Regions from separate parts of the Gossypium hirsutum genome. Here region 1 is linked to region 2. The links are chromatin contacts, called in public Hi-C maps. All regions are on one chromosome and are shown on one strand. The core of a region is the stretch at or near the end of the contact, and the rest is flanking DNA. Distances in the headings are between cores, read along the strand shown.

Region 1 (5,883 bases), core at 1,714-4,213, 250 kb after region 2:
AGAGGGTCATGAGTACGTGTCAGGGTTTCTCCTTGCTCCCACTTATCAACAGGGAGACTTGATTCACGTAATGTAGGCTCACTTGTATTAGGTTTTACATGCCTTTTGAGGCTTTCTCTTGTACAAGGCTAAGGTCTCAACTGCTTTCTTCGTTGTGTAACCGGATTTGTGGAGCTGTTAGCCTTTGTTTATAAAAGCCAATTGTCCTCATTAATTTATTTGTAATTCATTTCTCTTTTTTATGGAATAAAATGAACATTTATTTTTTAAAAAGGAACAAATCTCAAAATTATACATGAACTTTAATTCTAATTCAATGTGTAATTTTATGCATAAACTTTAAATTGGTGCAATTATACACATGAAACTTTGATTGTAGTTCAAATGCATACATGAAACATTAATTTCGATTCAATCATACACATTTAAAGAAACAAATACATCAATTTATTTTAAAATTGGATGGATATAATTACTTGTGTATACAATATATAAACATAAAATGATGTTATATTAACAATTGCATTAATAATTTGTAAGAATTAGACCAAATCAAAATTTCATGTATAAAATTACACATTAAACTAAAACTCATATATAGTTTCGAGATTTATCCCATTAAAAAATAAAATTGATATCACAATATGTGAGATGCATATTGATTTGAGTGAGGATATGTTATGGTAGGCTAAAGAAATTTTGTGTTTGAGTACATGGCAATCAAAGCTGCCCCATTATCCAACAAGGCAGTTTGAGATAATTCCAAAGTTAAGGGATGGCTTGGTTAGTTCTTGTGCCATCTATATTGGGGCAACGCCAACCGGTGCTACAACAATTAAACATAGTTTGGTCTTTGTTTCCACTTTAAGATGCTTTAAAGCAGTTTGTGCCATTCCATTTAGGAGTAGAAAGTAGATTAAATTTGAAATTTATAAAAAAAAATAGAATTAGTATAAAAAATATCATGTGATTTGGTAGTAGAGTATTGCATTCTTAAATTTATTGCTATTCTTCTGTAAATATGTGGAATCTTGAGAGAATTTTAGGATAATGGAGAATCTTATTTTATCTCTCTAATAAGTTTTTAAATTTGAGGTCCAATTTAGCATTATTTAAAAAATGTTTTTTTAAAAATCCTGTAAAAAGTTATATTTAAAAAGTTTGATTTAATGTCGATAATTTCGTGACTCAGTGACAAGAGCAGTATGTTGTAAGTATGAGAGTTTGGGTTTGATATCAAGCAACTTCATTTCCTCCCCAATTATAAAATTTTAATTTAACATTTAAGTGTTGAGTATTGTTATCAAAAAGTGTTTTTGAGAAATAAAAATACTCACTATAGATATAACGTTGTAAAGTAAAAAAAATGTTTAAATGATATTTAAATTTGTTAACATTGTAGTATTTTAATAAAATATAAAAAAATAATTTATTATAACTCATTATTAATATTTTAATATGTAAAATATAAATTTAAATATCTTTAAGCTATTAATGTTAATTGCTTGTAAAATTTAATTTGGATGTATAAACTATATTTTAAATATTAAAATATAATTATTACAAATTCAAGTATATAATATTATACATTTGAAACAAATTTTAATAAAAAAAATTGTATACCCATATAAATATTACATAAAATATATTGGATTATAAACCAAGGTTAAAAATGTGGTTTGACTTCAAAAGTGTTTTTTCAAATGCAAAAGCTAATAATTATATCTTTTGCATTTGAGTCCAAAACTATTTTTGACTTCAAAAGTTATTTATTTAACGTTGCTTATGACCTCAAAAATACTTTTGAGGTTAGAATTTGCATAGGTCCATGTACTCTTCTAAATTTTAAAATTTAGTCCCTATACTTTTGTTTTCAAGAATTTATTTTCTTTACTTTTAAAATTTCAAAATTTAAATTCAATTATTAACATTATTAACATTTTCTTCTTTTTTTTTGTTAAATTTGTTAGTGAGACATTTTGAAATTTTAAAAAAAAACTCACTTGGTAGCCTTATAAAAAATAATTTTGTAATGAACATAAAATTAACAAAATAATTTTAACAGTGTTAACAATTAAATTTTAAATTTAAAAAAAATAAAGGACTAAATTTCTAAAAAATGTATTTTTCAAAAGCAAGACTTAAGTTATATTTTAATTTGTGGAGAAGAGGATGAGATTTGGGGGATCTCCTTCTATTTCCAATCCAATCACTCATTGAGATATTTGAAGATCAAAATTTGTGAACTGGACAAGCCGGCAATTTCTAACCTTAGAGACACAACAACAAAGAGGTAGCAGCATTGGCAGTGCCGCATGACATGTTACATTTTACAAGTCATCAATTAAAGAACGGTCTCACTGTTGTCAACCCCACATGTAATTGCCTTAACTATCAAATCACATCTACGTGGGACCCCCTTTTCACATGTTGCTGTTCCCAACCCCCCCTCGTGATCCTACCAAATTTTTGTTATTTTGAATTTCATCCCTATTCTATGAAAATTAATCATTTAGTCCCTTACAATTTGATCTTCATACTTTGGAAGTAGTCTAATTGAATAACATTGTTAATTCTTACTGTCAAATCGTTGACCTAAAAATCAACAACTGAATTAACTTCTCAATTTTCAGATATAAAGGAAAATCAAAGGGCTAATTTCGTAATTAGACTCTCCAATGAAATCCTCACCCTCAGACCCCCAATCTCAGCCGTCCAATTCGGTCCACATTCTTCAATGTCATCGGGTGTGGTTGTCCCTCCTTTGTCCCCTTCATTTGGTGCACCAAACTCGACACTGCCCCACATGTAACAGGCAGCCATATCTATAGTTGTCTGGGATCCCAATCCACGCGCTTTGCTCAACGTGTCCCCGAATCCCAAGTCATTGTGTCGTGGAGGAAGCGCGTAGTACACCGCGTTCGCAGGATACCATTTATCATTTCTCATCAATGAAATACATGCAGGAGAAAGCAAAGTCACCTACAGCTCAGAAATTGTCCCTTTCAAGCCCCCCTATAAAACTAGTTACCCTGCCCTCCCCATCTTCATCCTCATCAACATACAGTTACAGCAACCACAAAAAAAGGAGAGTTAAAAGAGTTTTTAAAAGGAATCTGCAAAAGAAAATTCGTCAACTTGTACAAGATTTGGAGCAACATTGAAGGGTATAGCAATGGAAAGGAGAGTGAATTACGAGAATGATCTCAATCTCATGGCAACTGAGCTAAGATTGGGATTGCCTGGTTGTGGTGATGATGAGCCCCAAAGAAAAACAAATCCCAGTATCAGAAATAATAAAAGAACTGCACCTGAGATTTCTGAGGTATCGAGTTCTGAGAGCAGTTCTAGCATTACAATGTCTGGGAGTGATGATCAAGACAGTCCCCCTCCTGCCAAGTAAGTATATATTTACCGGTGAAGACTATAGGGTAAGGCTGATAACAGAATTTTAACGTAAAATTCCATGGATTAATGCAGGGAACAAGTCGTAGGATGGCCACCAATCCGATCATACAGGAAAAATTGCTTACAAAGTTCGAAGAGAAATGAAGTTGAAGGGATGGGGATGTATGTGAAAGTAAGCGTTGATGGAGCTCCTTATCTCAGAAAGATTGATCTCAAGGTTTATAGGAGCTATCCTCAACTCCTCAAAGCTTTGGAAAATATGTTCAAGCTCACCATTGGTAAGATTTCCCTTGACAAATTAAATTAAATTAAATCAACCCTATGATAAAAAAGCTATAGTTCTGATTGGCTTATTGATCTGCAATTTTAAAGGTGCATACTCAAAGAGGGAAGGCTACAATGGATCTGACTATGCTCCTACTTATGAAGACAAAGATGGTGACTGGATGCTTGTTGGAGATGTTCCCTGGGAGTAAGTTTTTTTCTCCATACTTAAATATATATTGAATTCCTTTGGTTATAATTACCAATAAACTCATTTTTTTATTCTCTCATTTGTTTACAGGATGTTCATTTCCTCCTGCAAGAGGCTGAGAATCATGAAAGGATCAGAAGCTAGAGGGTTGGGCTGTGTATGAGCCACCAAATTATTTAACAAGAAAGAAAGTTTTCTTTGGCTTTGGATAATCCAAATTCTGCAAGGAAGATCAATTTGGTCTTCCTGGAAAGTGAGGGGGCTATTTGCTAGAGCAAAATTTCTCAAAGATTTGACGACATGGCTGGCCTTTTTAGCCTCCTCTATGCATGTCAAATATCTATACTTGTTTTATAGCACAAAACCAAAAAGGCACGATATTAAAGAATAGTTAAGATCCAATCCAATTGTACAAAACGACATACACTATTGCTTTATCATTTTTTCCAGTATACGAAGAAGATTAAATAAAAAGGCAATAGAATACAGTTTATGCATTTACTGTTTTGATTAGAAATTTAGAGCAAACATACTATGGTTGTTTGTATGAAATCAAACTGGCTTAGTTCTTTTAACTCGTGACATCCACGTATTCTTTTTGTGGAGTAGAGAAACCATATCATCTAAAAGTAAGATTTACAGCAAAAAAAAAAAAAGCGGAAGGTTGAGAACAAGGACAAGGGCAGGTTCCATCTTGAATTCATCATGTTTAAGTTGAAATTATCAATACTGTCAAATAATAAGGTTCAGTGCGAAAGCAACCTTTGAACAGTCGGCAGAATTTGGTTCTTTACCAACTGATGGCATAATTTAAAAAGTCGAGCAATTAAATAAAGGCATGATTTTGTGTCTAATAATGCAAAGCTTGGATGTTGCTGTAGGCTTCTCTAGAATGTATCTCGTTGTTGAAAACCTCATCATTTTCTGTATTTAATGCCAACATGGATGATGTTTAGTGGATTCCATACAATTTCAACTGTGGTGTAAGTTATGAGATTGACCCAAGTTGCTTTGTACCGGATGATTAATGACCATTTTTTGGATTGTGACTTGCATGTAAGAAGGCCATAATTGTAGCATCGAAACGCCTATTGAAGCTGTGAGAAAAGGGTAAAAACATGTCTCACGCCTATTAATGCTTAGCATAACTAATACCATATAACCCATAAATAGGAGGATAATACATCTCAGCGCACTCGAATTCACATATTTCTGCATTGATAATAATGTTAATACCAATTAAACTAAAACTCAATTGGCAACTAAAATTTTTTTTATAAATATTTCGACTACTTTTGCTTTGACAGATATTTTTCTTGGAAAAAAACCTTAAAAGATTAGCTCTACCTTACTTCTTTTTGGAATAAAACTCTACTCATATCACCAAAAAAATATTATTTACTAAAGAGTTTTATCTATTAAGAGTATTTACTTCATTAATAAAATTAATATCTAATATATCCCATACTAGATTTTTTTGGTATAAAAAGTAGTCATCAGGTGACTACTACAGCCTATAAGGAACAATATCTAGCTCGATAAACCCATAACCTCGCTTCCACATACATACCGAGGGGGCTCAACGCATCAATACACTGCTGATGGCTGAACTGACACAATCGGCATGACTATAAGCTGGAATAGCTGCTCTTCCCACTATTGAAAACATGTTGAAACTCCAGCCTTAAGAGGTTGCTGCTACTTCATACTTTGCCTCTGTTTTGAGAATTGGACCCTGTTTCGCTTCGGCAACTGCAATTATTTTGGTAAATTTATCTCCCCAATCCCTCTTAACTTTGAAATTAAGCAATTGTTTCCTTTCAAAAAATATTTAAAATTATTTAATCTTTGTCAATTTTGAAAGTGAACAAATAAAGGCAATTTTGATTGGTATAATAATAACTTTAGCTCTCAAAATTTACACATTCTGTCAAGTTGGTCCTCATTTAACAAATTGCTACTGCAAGATTTGTGTAACTATGTAAATGTTGAGGTTGAAT
Region 2 (5,334 bases), core at 1,768-4,267:
CCTTCCAAGGGGAAGTAGTAAATTCAGATTACCCGGATAAACGCATCGAAAGAGAAACTGGTATAAAAAACCTCCCATTAGTTTACTTCATTTAATTAAAATAACTTATAGATTTTACCGTGAATTAGCATGTATCTTGGCATGTTTTTTTAAGGGAAAGAAAAAAGCTAAAGGAAGTGAATCACAGATTGCAGTTTTGAACCATACCTATGTTTTGGACCAAGCCTTAACCCTTGGTTTTAGATGTGTTGATGGCAACAAAGCAAACTAAACTGGTACTAGACTGTATCAGTTCATATCAATAATTAGTTGACAAAGAGCGTTTAGGGTTTTTTTTTTTTTTCGTTCTGGAAATCAGCAGAACCGTTGTACATATTTCACCACTCAGAAAAATCTAGTCCTAGACAAGAGACAATTATTTCAGCTTGTTCAAGATTTATCCTTGTTCTTGCCTGAGATATACATGAAAAGTCAACTGGTCACAGAAAAACTGTAAGCAGCATAATATATCCTAGTATTGGCCAAAACGAAACTGAGAAGAAACAAATCACCTACAAGCGGAAACCGAACTTTCACCTGATATGTTTGGATTATGGGATCATACACATAGTACATACCTTTTGAACGCGGTTTGTCAGCCTTGTCATAGCACTTTTCAGTTTACGCACCCGATCCAAGTTACGGCTGCTTATCTGACCACATAAATACAACTGTTGCATGGAACTGAACTTGTCTTACAAGCAAACTGGGAAAACAAAGGGAATAAAATTCTGGAACTCTTTGCTACTAATGAATATTAAAGATCAAGGAAAAACAGAAGAAAACTATAATATTTGTTATATTCCATGTTAAATGACAATTAAGAAAAAGAGTCTGGACAGCATTCCATCATATCCTCTAATAGTTTTTTTTTTTTTTTGAACAATATCCTCTAATAGTTTTTCTTCAACATACTGGTTATTGCAGGAAAAAACAATTAAAACATAGAATGTATTTTACAATTCTTGATATTCCATTTATACTTCATTCTCAACATGGATTTCATCAAAACTTGGAAATTTGGACAGCAGACTTCATATGAACCATTCATAACAGAGGAGAGAAAATAATGCCTCAAACATTAAACTGTTTTATGACCCCTCAAAGAGTAGTTTGTCTTGTGGCTTCCGATCATGTCTGTCCTTGCAGTAGGTACTGACTACTAGTCACATAAACAATTATAAATGAAGATCACTCTTGACACTAGAGCCAAACACAACATTGATATCTTTACAACTTTTTACCCAGATTTCTTTCTCTTATTTTGCCTCATAATTTCAATGCAAACCGCTTAGGTACCACCATGGAAAGTAATTATTGCCATTACCAAGTCAAGTTTGGCAGACAAAGAAGTAGAGTAGTCGCAATTATTAAACAACTCATGCAATAAAATGGCAGAATGTCAAATTCTGCTGCAGAACAATCACAAATATATACCTTAGCAGATGAATGCATTGATTTACTTAAAAGCTGACTCCAAATGGGATTTCCATTTTGCTGAAAAAGTTAATGTACTTTTCTTGTTTGAATTCATGTAATTGTGAGTGTAATGATATAATCCTTTCATCACTTTCACAAAAAACAGGCATAATAAAAATATATTTGATTACGTTTGCTGAAAATGAGATAGTACAGAATAGACATAATAAAAGTTGCGGTACTTTAAGAGCCAAAACTCGACCCCAATATGTCGCAGCAAAGCCAACAATTACCTTCAAACAAAATATTCTAAAAGAACCACTCCAACATCAAATCTTACCAATCACTAAATTGCTTAAACTAAAATGAACGACAAACAATTCAAATAGAAATTACCTTGGAGGTCAGCTCATCTAAAGCTGGATAAGCATCGATCTCTAGTTCCCTAGTACGTGCATCAAGAAAGCTACAAATTGCTTCTAATGCAACTTCTAATGCCCGGAATTCAAATGGAAATTCTACATGAAACATTCCAAAACGAACCGGCAATATATCAATGGTATAGACAGAGACGAATAAAAGCACTCAAAGAGCTTCAGCCAAAAGTTAATGGGTACCATTTTCCTCCTCAGTATCCATATCATTGCGTGCACTAGGGTGTTCTTCTTCTTCTTCTCCTTGATCTTGACATGTGAGATTATCTTGAGGCAATCGCCTTTTAAGTTCAGCGACAATGGGTATTACGTTATCATCGTATGGATCTCTAAGCAACACCTATCACAAAATAGAACAAAACTTGCTTCCAAAAGTAAAACCTCCTCAATTGAAAAAGATAACAAAAATAATGTTATTCCAAGTTGAATAAAATGTTCAGAATTCAGATTCTATAAACTAACTATCACAAAACAAAACACTACTCGCCTCCCAAAACTAAAACCTCCTCACTTGAAATAGATAAAAAAAAATGTCCGAATTCATGAACTAACCTCTTCTGCTGTGATTATAGCTTTAATGTGCTGCAATCAAATCATTAAATAAGCTTAGCACACATCTCAAGAAAATACTAAAAAATTGGAAAAACATAAATAAAAAATACCTCTAAATTGAGAACAATGACTTTCTCTCTGCCTAAAATGGTGGAAGGATAAGATAGCATGGGATCAAGAATACGAAGGTCTCTAGCATGAACCTGAACGCGGCGCATTATAGCATACTTGTCGACGTCAAGAATCACGCTTTTCCCCTTAGCGTCTATCGAAATCCAGCTCGTTGTCACCGCCGTTTTCTTCTTCAGCGTGGCTACTTGTGCCTCCAGGACAGGAACCAAATAAGCTTCTCGAGCCATTAGAAAAGACAAAAAATGAAAACAGAGAATTAAATCTTTGAAACAGAGCAAAGATGAGGTTTTGGAAATGAATTGAATAACTGAGGATGGAAAAGGGATTGATTAGGTTTTATGATGGAGAAAGTGATGGGGCAGAGGGTTGGGAAATTAGAGATAGAGATGGACTCGATGCAAGGGGTTGGGGCTGGCTGGTAGTGAAAATGTTTCAGTGCCGAGTCAGTTAAAAATGGAGGGCAAAAGGTTTTAAACTGTTAACGTTTACTTGTTTTCACTCTCAATATTTGGCGCGTGCTTAATGGCGAAAAAGATTAATATTTGAAATAAATAAAACAATGCAATTTTTTTATAAATATTTTAGCAGTTAAAATATGTTTTTGCTCGAAAAAGACAGCAGTTGCCTGTTGGCGCGTCAAGTTGAATGCGTGGAAGGAAATGCAAATCTGTTTTGGTAGCCTTTGCCACCTTCCTACTCCCAACGGTTGCCATTAGGCAATCGACAATAGCCATACATTTTGGAATTAGGATAAATCTCAAACTCTTTCATGCTTTTATGAATTATTGTTCTTTTTTTCACCTATTTTGAACATTTGGTATTTTTTTAATTTGATATTTTTTTTTCAATTTAATATCTAAACTAGATTTTTTTTTCTAATTTGGTACTTAAATTTTTATTAGGCCCAATTTAGTACCTCAACTTGACATTTTTTTCTTCTAATTTGGTACTTAACCTTTTTTTAGGTTCAATTTAGTAACTAATTTGTTAAATTTTATACAAATCATGCAAAATACTAACAGTGTTAATTTTTTTTTTATGCTATAAAAATATTATCAATATTAGAAGAAATTCATGTTAAAAAAATGTATTGAGCTATGCTTAACAAATTAATAATAAATAAGAAAAAAATTTAAAACCCCAAATTAAAAGAAATCATTATTTTCAATTAATAAAATAATTAATTAATTAATTAAAACTAAAAGTAACTGAACATATAAAATATAAAAAAATATCATATCATCTATTATATGTCGGCCATACATTGATTATTTTTGCTACCTCATAAAAAATAACATTTTTAGTATATTGGAGTAATTTATAAAACATTTAACAAGTACCAAACCAAACACAAAAAAAAAAGATTAGGTACCAAATTAGGAAAAAGAGTCAAGTTTAGTTACCAAATTGGATCCCAAAAAGATTAAGTACAAACCTAAGAAAAAATGTCAAGTTTAGATACCAAATTAGGAAAAATGGTCAAGTTCAAGTACCAAATGTTATATTAAGCTTTTTGAAGACGACATCAAATGAGATATTAGCTTGAAATTTTTTATTCAAGTTTTACTTTTGTATAAATTATATGTGAGTTTTTTTTTTAATTTTTTTAATTTAAGTTTTATTTGTATGTATTTTATTTAAATTTATATTGATTTAAATTTGAATGATTAAATATAATTATAGTTATTCGAGTGTAATATTAATAATTATAATTGTAATTATATTTGCAACTTTTAAAAAATAATACGAAATTATTTATTATAAAAAAATTAATGTTGGATAGATATCTCAAAACTACTTATGATTTTTTTTTTGTGTGGAAAGACTAATCTTAAAGTTCTTTAACAAAAAACTAACATTCTCTTAGTCTAAAATTTAAACCATTCCGTGGAGAATAAACTAAAATCCTATTCCTAGATGATTCTCTACTACTAACTTCGTTATACTGCTTTGCTCGGCTAGTTGAGGTTTTAATATCTTCGATAGAACTCCACGGGAGTCCTTGAAAGACAAAAAGGTTTCTATTTTTCCATAATCGCCATAATATGATTCCGAAGAGCGTAGGCCAAAGAACTTCGTGTCTTGTTATTTGTCCATGAGTTTCTAAATTTGTCCTAATCCACTCGAGTAGACTGCCTGAGAAAAATTGGGACCATCTTGTTGCTGGCACAATTAATTTCCAAATGTCCTTGGTAGTTGGGCAATCCTTAAGGGCATGTAGAATGTCTTCTGTCCCATAATAGCATACTGGGCATATTATATATAAATTATGATTTTATTTAATTTTATGTATAAAATTTTGTTTTCATTTAAATTTTATAAATACAAATATCATTATCGGTATAACACATTTTTACTATGGTACAAATTTTATACTTAACTTTTATTTTATTTTCGTAAACTGCAAACACTATTATTAGTAAAATTTAAAAAAAAAATATTAACGAAAGGGATAATAATCTTACACAGTATAGACTAATCTATTAAGAAAAACAAATGATAATAATACCATTGAGTAAAAAACTATACTGTAATTCCAAAAGTAACTCATGAATTTGAATAAATATAAGTATGAATTTAGAAAAACTTTTAAATTTATAAGAATGCCATTTATTTTCTATCATATTATTACATTAATTTTAAAAATAATTATAATTTAATTTAAAAGTATTAGTTAAAAAGTCATGCAAATAGAGTTATTACTTGCCAACAAACTCTTGTTATAATGATATGTATATTATGTAGTAGGCATAAAAGT

Evidence for each region. Hi-C and Micro-C count contacts between places; a contact is called where the count stands out from the background.
Region 1: a Hi-C map of leaf shows a contact between it and region 2, with 1.9 times the contacts expected there. The contact joins the promoter of LOC107915183 here to the promoter of LOC107915141 in region 2. A contact is called at or near these places in 2 of 34 Hi-C or Micro-C datasets (both in leaf).

What each region holds. Positions count from the first base shown.
Region 1 is chrD08:9,055,358-9,061,240 of Gossypium_hirsutum_v2.1, forward strand. It overlaps LOC107915183 (auxin-induced protein 22D), which reads left to right and starts at 2,964. Exons shown (of 4, transcript XM_016844345.2): 1 at 2,964-3,399; 2 at 3,481-3,686; 3 at 3,781-3,880; 4 at 3,974-4,380. The coding sequence starts at 3,176. The coding sequence ends at 4,046.
Region 2 is chrD08:8,810,058-8,815,391 of Gossypium_hirsutum_v2.1, forward strand. It overlaps LOC107915141 (magnesium transporter MRS2-2), which reads right to left and starts at 3,018. Exons shown (of 10, transcript XM_041099800.1): 1 at 2,555-3,018; 2 at 2,445-2,474; 3 at 2,076-2,232; 4 at 1,855-1,976; 5 at 618-710. The coding sequence starts at 2,803.